2 separate regions of the Rattus norvegicus genome follow, and region 2 is linked to region 1. Evidence: chromatin contacts called from public Hi-C data. All regions are on one chromosome and are shown on one strand. The core of a region is the stretch at or near the end of the contact, and the rest is flanking DNA. Distances in the headings are between cores, read along the strand shown. Region 1 has its middle 86 kb from the start of Dclk1. Region 2 overlaps Dclk1 (doublecortin-like kinase 1).

Region 1 (3,202 bases), core at 14-2,513:
TTAAGTGTGTGTGTGTGTGTGTTTGTGTGTGTGTGAGCGCGTGTGTGAGCACGCATGCTGTAGCATCAAGAGCTTCTGGTCACTATCGCTGTGATGAAACGCCATGACCAAAAGCAACTTGGGGGCTTGGTATCTCATTCACAGTTCTGTATGACAGCTCATCATCAAAAACAGTGAGGGCAGGAACTCGAGCAGGGCAGGAGCTGAGGCAGAGGCATGGAGGGAGCTACTAACTGGCTTGCTCCTGGTGGTTCGCTCAGCCTGCTTTTCATAGAACCCAGGACCACTGGCTCAGGGATGCCACCATTACAGTGGACTGTGCCTTCCCACATCAATCACCAAGTAAGAAAATGCCCTACAGGTTTGCCTGGGGTTCCCTCTTCTCCAACGACTTGTGTGAGGTTGACATACAACTGGCCAGCAAAGCCTCCCAGCATGGTGTATTGGGAGTTAGTACAGATGCCATCAGACACCCGCCTGGTGGCAGGTCCTTAGGTTACTCAGGGCATGGTGCGACCTCAGCTCCTCCCATCTCTCTGGCTCCTTAGCCACAGCTTTGCTTTCCCATGGTCCCACTGGGGCTGACACACAGCTTCAAAGACCCCAAAGCAACCACCTATGTCCTGAATCCTCCCAAGCTGTAAACCCAGATCAACGTTTTCTCTATAGAAGTTGATTGTGTTAGCCACACCGTTGAGAGCACTAAATTACACTGCGGTCATATAAACCCCAATGTGTAGATAAAGAAGACAGAGTAGGATAGAATAGAAGACAAGAAGGAATTTGAATTCAGGTCAGTCGGAATTCAAATGCAGGCTCTTAACTGCCAATCTACAGCAAAATAAGTCCTTTTAAACCCACAGAAACCCACACCCTGGCATGTATGTCTCAGACATTTCAGTTGATCAAACAGTTACTATAAGTAGTTATCACATATACTTTACATTAGCAGTAAAAGCAAGCGTCTAATAAGAACACTTGCTTTTTCTTTAAAATAATTTGAATTGTTTCTTTGGCTGGAGGAGAGCACGTTTCTTTTTCTAGCTATGAATTCACGCCTTTTCCACTGGCTCATTATGGCAGCACATTCGTCTCAGGGGACAGATGTGTACCGAGGAAACAAAACCATGCAGACAAACATGGACTTCTCGGCTCTGCTTCCGGTCTGAGTCGCTCTGCAAGGGCAAAGATTGAAACAAAGGCAGTAAAGGCATCTGCTGGTTACACATTTCTAAATCGGGACCACGGAACCCATTGCCCCTCACTGGAGTGTGGTCTCCATGGCAACAAAGACAGCAGGAAGCTGGCCTAGATTCTTATCAGGGGGCCTTAGCAAGGATATTTTCTTTACAAGAGCGCCCTCTGCAGACCAAATGGAGGATAGCCCTCAGACATCACTGGAAGCTGAGGAGGATCCTTTAATTCCTTAGAGATCATTGTAAAAAATAAACACAAACCAGCATAAAAATGGAAGCCAAGAAATTCAGTCCATTTACTGAACTCGTTGATTATGGTAAAATCCTTTAATTTTCTTCTCAAATATTTATGGGCAATTTTCACCTTTCCTGGTACAGTAGACATAAAAGTTTTATTGCTCATGTTTTAAAGATCTGTTTACACTTTATTGGTGTGCATGTGTGTCTGTGGAGCTGGAGTTCGAGGCAGTTGCCTGACATGGGCGCTGGGAATTGAACTCTAGTCCCCTGCAGGTACAGTTAACTGCTGAGCCATCTCTCCAGACCCTGTCGCTCGCATCCACTTCTACTTAGGGAAGAGAAATACTGTTTTGTAAAGTTAAAAAGTTTTCCCTCTTTGTGACTTGAGAGGCTATATCAGAGGGAACCATAATTCACGATGTGACCATTACAAACATCTTTCAAGTAAAATGTGGCACATGCAGGCTCCTCGTTCTTTAAAACAAAACAGATAGGGTATCTATCGCTCTCCCGCTTCGTCCCACGCTTAGCCTCTATTCTGTGCTAACACTCGGTGTTCTTGTACAATATGGTGTTGTAAATTAGCTATTATGAACTTTTCTCTTTATAATCGGTTATGCAATGTGTCTACAATTCATTATGTACTTACACAAAAGCTTTATAAAGTGCTATTTTCATAAAATACACCATCATTGCATTTTTATCTTCCCATTTCTTTGATGATAAACTTGTGCAAATGGTAACACATTTTATAATAATTCTTCCTAACAAAACTTTCAACTTAAAAAATTACAATTTTTCATTTCTGGGCTTGGGGGGATGGCATAGTTGGTCGAGAGCTTGCTATACAAACAGGAGGTCCTGAAGAAATCCTTAGGACTGGTGTATAGTAAGGTCAGCATAGCCTCACGCTCCTGGAGTCCCAGCACTGGGGAGGCAGAGGCAGAGCTCTGAAGTGCTGTCCAGTCTGTCCAGCCCATTCAGTGAGCTCCAGGTTCAACAAAAGATCTTGCCTCAAAAAATAAGGTGGACAGTGGTTCAGTGTGTGTGTGTGTGTGTGTGTGTGTGTGTGTGTGTGTGTATGTGTGTGTGGTGTGGTATCAGTGTGGTGTGTGGTGTGTATGTGGTATGTGTGTTTATGTGTGGTGTGGTATATGGTTTGTATGTGTGTTATGGTGTGTGTGAATGGCATGTGTGTGATGTGTAGTGTGTGTGTGTGGCATCTGTGTGTGTATGGTGTGGTGTGATGTGGTGTGTGTGTGTATGGTGTGGTGTGGTGTGAGGTGTGTGTGTATGTGGTGTGTGTGTATGTCTATGTGTGTATATGGTGTATGTGTGTGTGTGTGTGTGAGAGAGAGAGAGAGAGAGAGGAAGAGAGAGAGAGAGAGGTGTGTGTGAGAGAGAGGTGTATGTGTGCTGTGTGTTTATGTAGGTGTGAGTGGTATGTGTAGTGTGTAGTATGTGTGTGGTGAGTATAGTGTGGTGTGGTATGGTGTGGTGTGATGTGTTGTGTGTAGTGTGTCTGTGTTGTATGTGTGAGGTGTGTGTGTGTTGTGTGTGTATGGTGTGGTATGTATGGTATGTTGTATGGTGTGTGTATGTGTGGTCTGTGTGTGTTGTGTGTCATGTGTGGTGAGGTATATGGTTTGTATGTGTGTGAATGGTATGTGTGTGTGGAGTGGAGTGTGTGCAGTATGTGTGTGTGGCGTCTGTGTGTGTATGGTGTAGTGTGGTGTGTGTGGTGTGATGTGGTGTGTGTGTATGTA
Region 2 (3,228 bases), core at 515-3,014, 110 kb before region 1:
CAGATCTTGTGCATGGAGTCCCAGCCACTGTGTGCGCATGTGTGCAATGGCCCTATCATGTCCAAGAAATAGATTTCATAGCTTTTGATTTTAAAATAGTCCCTTTACTCATAATCTGTCTTTTAGCGTATATGCATACTACTCTTGATGCAGGAGTGAGGCTGGGGAATTACTGTACCTGCTCTGCCCTCAGACAGGTTTGTACTGGAGCAAAGGTGGTATTTCTACATGACTGAGGGTTGAGAAATGGTCTGAGCCCCTCTGCCCTTCATTCTTTAATGAAGCACTGCACATTCTCACGCTTGTCTCGCCCACTCTGTCACCCGTCTGTCACCCATCCATTTGATTATTATGTACCGGGTCTGATAACCCATGAAGGACTTGGAGGAAAATATTAAAGTTGATGAAAAAAATAAATCTGTAAGTTGTGTTCTTCCTGGGCAGTTCTCACCTAGAGTGTGACAGGACACACTGCAATAGGGGGGACCATGCTTTCTCCCTCAAATACCTCGACCTTAGCAACACTTAAATCTGTCATTTGCATAATCAGTGCAGAGCTTTAAAACTATGCTACATTTTAATATTTGTGCTGTGAGACTTAAAAGTAAAATAGGTCCAGAATTCTGTACACCCAATTATACTACATAAAATGATATCTGTAATATATACATATATACATATATATATGTATGTATGTATATATATATATATATATATATATATATATATATATATATATATCCCTGTGCTAACTAAAAACTCTTAATCAAACATCTAACCAGTGAAGGACTTGTTACCAATGTAACAATCCAGGAGGATTTGGAGATCTCTCAAGGAAAGAGTAAAGCAGAGTGTGGAGTGAGGCATTTGTATTTGCTAAGCTTTCTTGTAGGGAGTAAATAGATTCAAGTTTTTATACTAACTTTACTGTGACACTTTCCCCAAAATAATCTCATAGATCTATGTTTTGTTGCAAAACAGAAAAAGAAAGTATCTGGGTGAATAGTAGAAATTTGAAAGCACCATCAATAAAAGATTAAAAATATGACTTTTTCCCGTGTAGGATGGTACTGTGAGGTGGTTTTAATTTTTTGGCTACATCTAAAAGGGAAATAAAAAGCAAAGAACCTGATTGTTCTGTATCTCTTTGTCTCCATAAAATCCCTGCGAAGGAGGCTTGGAGAAATTAAAGGGCTTGTTCAAGTTTCCGAAATGAGACAGCATCAGAGCAGGCCCTGCAGACTAAACTCCGAGTGGGTGAGCATTATGTGTTCCGATTCCCATGGAAAGTTGAATAGCATTTCAAATCAAGAAGGATCTCATGGGTAATCCTGCCAAATGTGCTCTGGTTTTATATGTATTCTGTGATAGACTTATCCCTCAAAAATATACCAACTCACAAACATACAATAGCAAGTGAATCTATTAGTTTCTTGTTTACATATAAAAAAACTATTATGACTGGCTGCAAGTTTCTTTATATACTTCTTTAAATCCAGGGGAGAAAAAGAGGAGAGCGTATATATATATTTACTTTATGTTTCATTTAAGTTAAAGTATGTTCCGACGAGCAGGGTGTTTAAAAATACCCTGCAAATTTATAATCTCAAAATAAGAGCACACTGATGTCTAATCATAGGAGGTATTTGCAGAGCTAGATAACGGTCTGGTATGGAACAGATAAACAATGGATGCCTCAAGACTGTGCAGTGGAGGGAAATGAAGCCTTATTGTCTAATCACTGGGGCTTGGAGCATAGAGAAGTTACTAACAAAGCCCCACTTGTGAGCCCGTTCCCAGGAGGCTCTGCTACATGAAGCAGGATACAGCAGTAATGGAGTAATGACTGCGGATGACAGAAAATTGCTGCAGTTCATGGAGGCAGCTATGCAGAAGAGAGTGTTTAGGCTGTTTGCAGAGATTTGGAATTTGAGGTGCAATTAAGTCAGACCTCTGCCATTTGACCTCAGCGGCTTGCATGAGCCAGAGGCTACAAGATTACCAATGTAATTGCAATGAGCTAATTGTGTGCATATTTATTTCTTGAATGCCCGTCTTTGATGATTGAATGTCAACTCCATGAAGGAATGTGTCTAGTTCTATGGCATGGGACCTGGCCCACAGTGGCTCTTGATTAGTCTCTCCCTAACTCAGAGTGCAGTGAAGTCTGGGGGCTTTGCGAGTCAGAATTCACTTGAGAGCTTGAGTTTTATACATGTATATTATTTTATAACCTTGGGCAAGTCATTTAAATTCTAGGTACCCAGTTTCTTGACCTATGGATTGGAGGAGTTACTCCTTATGGTGACTGGAGGTTTTAAACAAGGCACTGGGATTTTAAAAGGCCCCTCATGCAAGGCTGAACCTGTGATTCTCTACAGTGGCCTCATCACCTTTCATTTGTGAAGTAGGAGCTAAGATATTTTATTTATTTTATTTTATTTTTGAGACAGAGTCTCACTATATTTCTCTGGCTGTTCTAGAACTCACAAAGTAGACCAGGCTGGCCTTCAACCCCCAGAGATCTCCCTGCCTCTGCCTCCCTGATGCTGGCATTGAAGGTGTGTGCTCTGCTTGGCACACATGCATTCTGACTGCTCAGTCAGCTGCCTGTAGTGGGCATTTCTGCACCCTGCCACCAGACAGCAATTTCTACATTAATGACCAGAAATCTGTGTTTTAAATATGTCCAGAAAAGGGAAAAAAGGAGAGAGAGAGAAAGAAAAAAAAAGGAAAAAAAATCATTTTGGGGTGAATGGGTGAAAAATCACTTTTATTTATAATTAAGTTTCTAGCCCGAAGAATCAGTAAAATTTATGCTACCCCATGTTTCCCAGTAGCTTCTTCTGCCTGATTTCTGCTTCCATCCAGACTACCTGTACAGCAAGTAGGCCTGGGAAGGGCCCTCATTTGTTGGCATGGAGAACCCAGACAAGGAAATTATAAACAGCAAAGCAAATGAGTATAAAGAGAAGAAAGACACCAGGGCTTTAGGGCTTTCCTTGGCTTTGTTTTGTTTAGACAAGGTCAAATAGCCCAGGCTGGCCTTGAACTCCCTATGTAGTCAAAGATGACTTTCAACATCCGGTCATCTTGTTTTTCTACCAACCAAGTGCTGTCGTTACTGGCTTGTGCCAAGAACCCCCAGTTTTATTCAGCACTGGACCAGAACTCTTGACTTCATGAATGCTAGGTCAACACTTTACCAACTGAGCCAGTGCCAGCCAC

The links. A called contact is a pair of places that touch in the nucleus more often than the background predicts.
Region 2: a Hi-C map of Schwann cells shows a contact between it and region 1, with 2.9 times the contacts expected there. The contact joins two enhancer-like sites. A contact is called at or near these places in 2 of 12 Hi-C or Micro-C datasets (the A7r5 cell line and Schwann cells).

The regions. Positions count from the first base shown.
Region 1 is chr2:141,695,277-141,698,478 of GRCr8, reverse strand. It overlaps a transcript of Dclk1 not described here. Among named protein-coding and RNA genes, the nearest start is that of Dclk1, 86 kb to the left of the region's middle. Within about 2 kb of position 1,263, at least 40 of the 93 cell types and tissues checked have an H3K27ac peak or open chromatin away from gene starts, as enhancers often do. A contact at or near this core is called in Schwann cells, where this site is marked.
Region 2 is chr2:141,810,372-141,813,599 of GRCr8, reverse strand. All of the region lies in intron 7 of Dclk1 (doublecortin-like kinase 1), which reads right to left. Among named protein-coding and RNA genes, the nearest start is that of Dclk1, 29 kb to the right of the region's middle. Within about 2 kb of position 1,764, at least 40 of the 93 cell types and tissues checked have an H3K27ac peak or open chromatin away from gene starts, as enhancers often do. A contact at or near this core is called in Schwann cells, where this site is marked.